Regions from separate parts of the Zea mays genome. Here region 2 is linked to region 1. A link is a contact called in public Hi-C data. All regions are on one chromosome and are shown on one strand. Each heading gives the region's core, a stretch centred on a gene start, on an enhancer-like site or on the middle of the called end of the contact. The rest is flanking DNA. Distances are from core to core; before and after follow the strand shown. Region 1 holds the start of LOC100125659 (ABC transporter C family MRP4). Region 2 holds the start of LOC100272791 (Phosphatidylinositol N-acetyglucosaminlytransferase subunit P-related).

The links. A called contact is a pair of places that touch in the nucleus more often than the background predicts.
Region 2: a contact with region 1 is called in a Hi-C map of bundle sheath, with 1.8 times the contacts expected there. The contact joins the promoter of LOC100272791 here to the promoter of LOC100125659 in region 1. A contact is called at or near these places in 7 of 25 Hi-C or Micro-C datasets (bundle sheath, ear, endosperm and 3 more).

Annotation. Positions count from the first base shown.
Region 1 is chr1:9,287,289-9,290,306 of Zm-B73-REFERENCE-NAM-5.0, reverse strand. LOC100125659 (ABC transporter C family MRP4) reads left to right here and starts at 1,300. Exons shown (of 11, transcript NM_001112590.1): 1 at 1,300-3,018. The coding sequence starts at 1,543.
Region 2 is chr1:9,422,407-9,425,610 of Zm-B73-REFERENCE-NAM-5.0, reverse strand. LOC100272791 (Phosphatidylinositol N-acetyglucosaminlytransferase subunit P-related) reads right to left here and starts at 1,819. Exons shown (of 7, transcript NM_001360113.1): 1 at 1,701-1,819; 2 at 1,395-1,588; 3 at 1,082-1,225; 4 at 890-942; 5 at 1-762. The coding sequence starts at 1,139.

The DNA.
Region 1 (3,018 bases), core at 51-2,550:
CACCGTGACTGTTCGGCCCCAGACGGACGCAACGCCAACCGTGCCTGCGTCGGCTCAACAATCATTGCCACGCGTACCCGGTATCCCGGCCAGGCGGTTCCAGTCAGTCCGCGGACGCCAAGAAGAATTTTTAGGTGCACGGAGTCCAGGTTCTTTGTTCATGACAATACTCAAAGCGAAAACGCAGAAGCATTGTCTCAACTGAGCAGCGGGTTCAGTTCAGTTTCTGAGGCTGTCTGAACTGGATTACAGCACAGCGCCAGCGCGCGCCCGCGTACACACAGACGACACATCTGTGACACTGTCGTGTTCCCTCCTGCGTACGAAGCGATCGCTTTTCCCCCCACTCGCTGCACGTTATCCCTGTCGCCTCCTCCTCAGAACGCCTCCCTTTTATTAGTAGTACAAAGAAAGATGTCCATAAAAATAAAGCCTTTTGTAATAAATGGTAAATAAAGGCGGATATTCTGCGACCTCCGCAAATACGCGCACAACAATCTTGTGCTCCGCTCGATATAAGCCTCAATCTCATAAGATAATGTGTGTATGTTTTCAGAAACAAAATCAACGTTTTAAAATTTTGACCAACAGTTCAGAAAAAAACATATATTTTTAGTGTATGTATGTTGTATACCTGAATTTATACTAAAAATACTTTAACGTAATACTTGATTTGTTTTTATTGATGTTCTATTTCACAGTAAATACTTTATCAAAAGAATATACGCCTCGTGTTTTATGGAACGGAGGGAGTATTTGTTTTCATGTATAGACAATAAAAACATATTAATCCTGTATAATAAAAATTTAATGCGGCATGCACGTCATGGTAGTAGCCGGAAGGCAAAGCCGGCTACGAACTCTCCTCCTCTATAAAAACCATCAATCGCCGTTCCATCTGTTTGCAAGCCGACCGAAACCAGGCAGTGGTGTGGAGTGGACACAACACAACAGGAGAGGAGGAAAAGGGAAAACGGAAATTCACTGCTACTACTCCGTCTCCGTACTAGCACGCCCATAACCTCTCTCTCTCTCCTGCCTCTCACCGCATCGTCTTCCTCTCCCCCCACCACACCCCCCACCCGCCGATCCATCCCCCAAAAGCCGAAGCCGAAACCGAAACCTCCCTCCGCACGCCACCTGCTACCACACACACACCCGCGCCGCCGCCCCCACGGCCGGCCGCGCGGAGGTGACTCGAGAAGGACGCAGGAACCAAGGAGAGAGTTTGGTGAGGGGATCAGAGACGTAACCCGCCCGGACCCGGGCTGCATTAGCCGGAATCCCATCCCAGGCGAGCCTCTCTCTCCCCTCCTCGAACCAGGCGCAGGCGAGCGTCTCTGCCCGCCCGCCTGCTGCTACCGCCAAAACGCCTCCTTTGTTGCCATCCGCCGATGCCGTAATCCGCCGCCCAAAGCTCTTCCTTTTTCCCTCTCTCTCGCCCGCGGCCGCACTCCCTGCCCCAGTGCCTGCCGTGGCGAGCCCAACCCCAATGCCTTTTAAACCCCTCCCCGCTCCCTCACTGATCCCCACCGCCTCCCAATGCCGCCCTCCTTCCCCTCCCTCCCGCTCCCGGAGGCCGTTGCCGCCACCGCCCACGCCGCGCTGCTCGCGCTCGCCGCACTCCTGCTCCTCCTCCGCGCCGCGCGCGCGCTCGCCTCCCGCTGCGCGTCATGCCTCAAGGCGCCGCGCCGCCGCGGGGGCCCCGCCGTCGTCGTGGGCGACGGCGCCGGCGGCGCCCTCGCGGCGGCGACTGCCGGCGCCTGGCACAGGGCCGTGCTGGCGTCCTGCGCCTACGCCCTGCTCTCGCAGGTCGCCGTGCTGAGCTACGAGGTGGCCGTCGCCGGCTCGCGCGTCTCGGCGCGGGCGCTGCTGCTGCCGGCCGTGCAGGCGGTGTCCTGGGCCGCGCTGCTGGCGCTCGCGCTTCAGGCCCGCGCCGTCGGCTGGGCCAGGTTCCCTGCGCTGGTGCGGCTCTGGTGGGTGGTCTCCTTCGCGCTCTGCGTTGTCATTGCGTACGACGACTCCAGGCGCCTGATAGGCCAGGGCGCGCGCGCTGTGGATTACGCGCACATGGTTGCCAACTTCGCGTCCGTGCCGGCCCTGGGCTTCCTGTGCTTGGTTGGTGTCATGGGTTCCACCGGTTTGGAATTGGAGTTTACGGAGGATGGCAACGGCCTGCATGAGCCGCTGCTGCTCGGCAGGCAGCGCAGAGAGGCAGAGGAGGAGCTCGGCTGTCTGAGGGTCACTCCCTACGCTGATGCTGGGATCCTCAGCCTTGCAACATTGTCATGGCTTAGTCCGTTGCTCTCTGTTGGTGCGCAGCGGCCACTTGAGTTGGCTGACATACCCTTGCTGGCGCACAAGGACCGTGCAAAGTCATGCTATAAGGCGATGAGCGCTCACTACGAGCGCCAGCGGCTAGAATACCCTGGCAGGGAGCCATCACTCACATGGGCAATACTCAAGTCATTCTGGCGAGAGGCCGCGGTCAATGGCACATTTGCTGCTGTCAACACGATTGTGTCGTATGTTGGACCTTACTTGATCAGCTATTTTGTGGACTACCTCAGTGGCAACATTGCTTTCCCCCATGAAGGTTACATCCTTGCCTCTATATTTTTTGTAGCAAAACTGCTTGAGACACTCACTGCCCGACAGTGGTACTTGGGTGTGGACATCATGGGGATCCATGTCAAGTCTGGCCTCACTGCCATGGTGTATAGGAAGGGTCTCCGACTGTCAAACGCCTCACGGCAGAGCCACACGAGTGGTGAGATTGTGAATTACATGGCCGTCGATGTGCAGCGTGTGGGGGACTATGCATGGTATTTCCATGACATCTGGATGCTTCCCCTGCAGATCATTCTTGCTCTCGCCATCCTGTACAAGAACGTCGGGATCGCCATGGTTTCAACATTGGTAGCAACTGTGCTATCGATCGCAGCCTCTGTTCCTGTGGCAAAGCTGCAGGAGCACTACCAAGATAAGTTAATGGCATCAAAAGATGAGCGCATGCGC
Region 2 (3,204 bases), core at 570-3,069, 130 kb before region 1:
CGAGGTAGGTTTCAAGACCACTATCCTGGTGTGTTTGGGAAGCTTATCTTCCTTCACATGAGCTGCATCAGACTTGTGCACGTTGCTCCTGTCTGTTCTGTTTCCGGCTGCATGGTTTGTCTGCCTTCTAATTGCTTTGTCACCCTTCATCTCCACTGATTTCGAGGGCTTCAACACAGTAATGTGCTTTCTCTGAGGTGATGTTGGTGCAGAACCGAGTCCCCCAGACTGCTTCGCAAAGAGAGAGTTAGGTTCTTCGAGAAATTTGAGAAACAGATCTTTGTTTGAATTCAGAACCTCAAGAGCATCGTGGAATTCCTTCGACTGGAGGATATTATCATGTGACGCAAGCCGCTTTGCTTCAACAAACTTCTGGCGGACAAGATCCATCCTTCTCTTGTCATGATCTTCACTCGGCCTCCTCCTCCTTGGATATTCATCACCTCTTGGTGGCTGGTACCCAACTTCGTAGACATCCTTGTACTCCACATCTTCGGCGGAACTCGTGTGCTTCTCAAATGGAATTTGGTTGTTTACTCTTGCCAGTGTAGCAGATAAATGGCCGTCCGGGAAACTCCTCCTGTTTGGGGGCACGACAGGCTTAGCAAGATCCACATTATCGTCAAGCCCCATCAGCCTCGCCACAACGTTAGTGGTCTTCTGATTCGCGTCCCCCTCCTTGGCCATTTCCTGAGCTATCAGCATTTTCATGGGCGTACCGCCCGATCTATCCGACGAGCTCCTCCTCGTGCTGCCAGTCAACTGCCGACATAGATCATGCTGCGATCAGCAGGCAGTAAACATTCGGCAGGAAATGAAGCACTGACAGGCACATGGCTGGCCGGTAAAAACCAGAGGCAGTAAAAAAAAATTCGGGGCCACTCACCGCCTTTGATCCGGCGTACTCCTTCCGCTCCGACTGAGTTCCTCTCACCGGAGAGCCTGCGAGGAGAAGATAAAAGATCCATAATTAGGGCCATCCCTTATCTTCCTGACGGAAGAATGATCGCGTAGGCAATCATGTGGGCAACTGATGGAAGCAAAATCATTGTCACTCAGCCCGGCAGTTGCGCAATAATACCATCTCTTGAGGAGACCTTGGCGCTGGCTCCAACGCTCAATTCGAAGAGGTTGATCATTCTTTATTCCTTGAAAATCCACCACCCCGGAAACAGCTGCAAGCCTGCAAGGAGAATCGCCTCCGCTAAACCATGGCTAATGCTGCCTGATAGAGAGAAAAAACCAAAGTTAAGAGAGATAAAGGACTCGCACTTTATTAAATCAAAGAACAGAGCGGCGAAGGGGCAATCGAAACGGAAGTGAAAAAACGAGGGTGCAGATCGAGCTGAGGAAAAAGAGTGTAGGTGGAACGGAAGAGAATTTTCAAAACGCACGGAGGCCCGTGAAGCGCCCCGAGCAAAAGGCGGCGTTTTCATGTATTCTTTTTTCGCCGACAAAAAAAAGTTGCCCAAACGCGGTGCGGCAGGAGACGCCAGGACAGGACGGCAAGATCCCGTGCCCTCCCGCGCCAATTCGCCTCAGTTCCGCGGGGAGGAGGCCAGCCAAGGCCGGAAGCCAGGAACGAGAACTGCGCGCAAGGAAACCGGATCAAGCGCGCTCCAGCAAGCACGTACGAGAGCCAGGGAAGAAAAAAGGAAACAAAAGGGCCGAGAGGACTGGAGGAGAGGCGAGGGCCGCACCGCACCAGCTGGAGAATGTCGGGGCGGCGAGGACGGCCTCGGCGGCGGCGACCGGTCGCCGGCAGCCGCGGGGGCCCCCCACCGGCGCTGTAGCGGGCGGGGTGGGGAGAAGCGAGACGTGGGGTGGGTGGGGGGTGCGCGCGTGCGTGGGTTCTCGAGCTTTTGTATCGTAGCGGAAGGATGGGAAGGGATGGGGGGAGAGAGCGGGCCGTGACTTGATTGCACGATTATTAACGGCGCGGGGGAGGGGTGGTGTTAAAACTTGAAATAAAAAAAATGAACTTAGTTACCGTCCGTCGCTTCGCCATTGCAGGTGGCCGTTGGATGCGGTAGTGGTAGTGTACTCTGGAGCGTATAGGAGGTGCTGTTTGCTATAGATGACGTCGCTGTAGCGTAGCCAGAGAGCAACGGTCCAAACAACGTGTAAAATTCGACCACGTGTGACGGCCACCGTCGACGGAGGCAGGACACCGTCTCTTTCAACAGTAGGGATCTTGGGGGAAAGAAATTACCAAAAAAAAAGAGACAAGAGAGGAGAGTGTTGTGAAATGTCACTGTACTAGTTATATCGACACACCGCGGTCCCGATTCGTAAGGATCCGACGAGGTGTTTGGCTGGCAGTGGCAGGTTAGCGATCCGGATCGGCCTTGTCTCCGTCTCGCATACGTCTCCACGACTACGAGAACGATGCCATCTACGAAATGCAACGCAACCGGCGTGTTGCGCTTGCGCGTCGTCTGGTAGTACGTAGCCCATCTGTATATATTAAATTATTAATGTAAGCGAAGCCGCCAAGCCTCCATGGTTGTTGGCTAATCGCTGGCCTCTACTCCTACTACCACTAGTAGCAGCAGCACGATGCCACCGTCACAAAAGCAAAACAAATTAAAACAAAACACTACAATACAAAAACGTCTTTCTCCGACCCGTCCCTGCTGTACTCCTACGTGAGAGACAAGGCAAGGAGAGGCCGTCGTGGACGCAGCAGAGCATGAGCGGAGCGCAGTGCACTACGCCACTATGGGAATGGGACGGACGAGCATGAGCATGGGCTGCAATGCTACATGCGCTGCAAATCAATCTCCTCGGCCCTCACTGCAACTGGAAAAAGTTCGAGCACACTGTGTGCACGGGCGGCGCCGCGAGCCCGCGACAGTGCGTTGTGTTGCATTGCGCGTGCACAGTTTTGCACTGTTGCCGCGTTGCTCGCCGGTGTGCTGAGCGCAGGAACCGATGCGTTCAAATTCGCGGCTGCCTGCTGCTGGCTGCATGTTCGTACATATAATGTGTGTCAGGTCAGCGTGTGTTGGCATGCCCGGTCGGCGGTCGCTGGCTGCACTGAGGCTGCACAGAGCCTTTTCGCCTGTGTCGACTACTATACTCCTACGCTGGGACTGGGGCTCTCTGTTTCCTTGCTGCGTGCCTCCGTTCCGCCGTTGCAGGCTTGCAGCGGAGCCAGCGAGACAGCAGCAGCGCTGCCTGTGCAGACCCGGACGGCCCGGC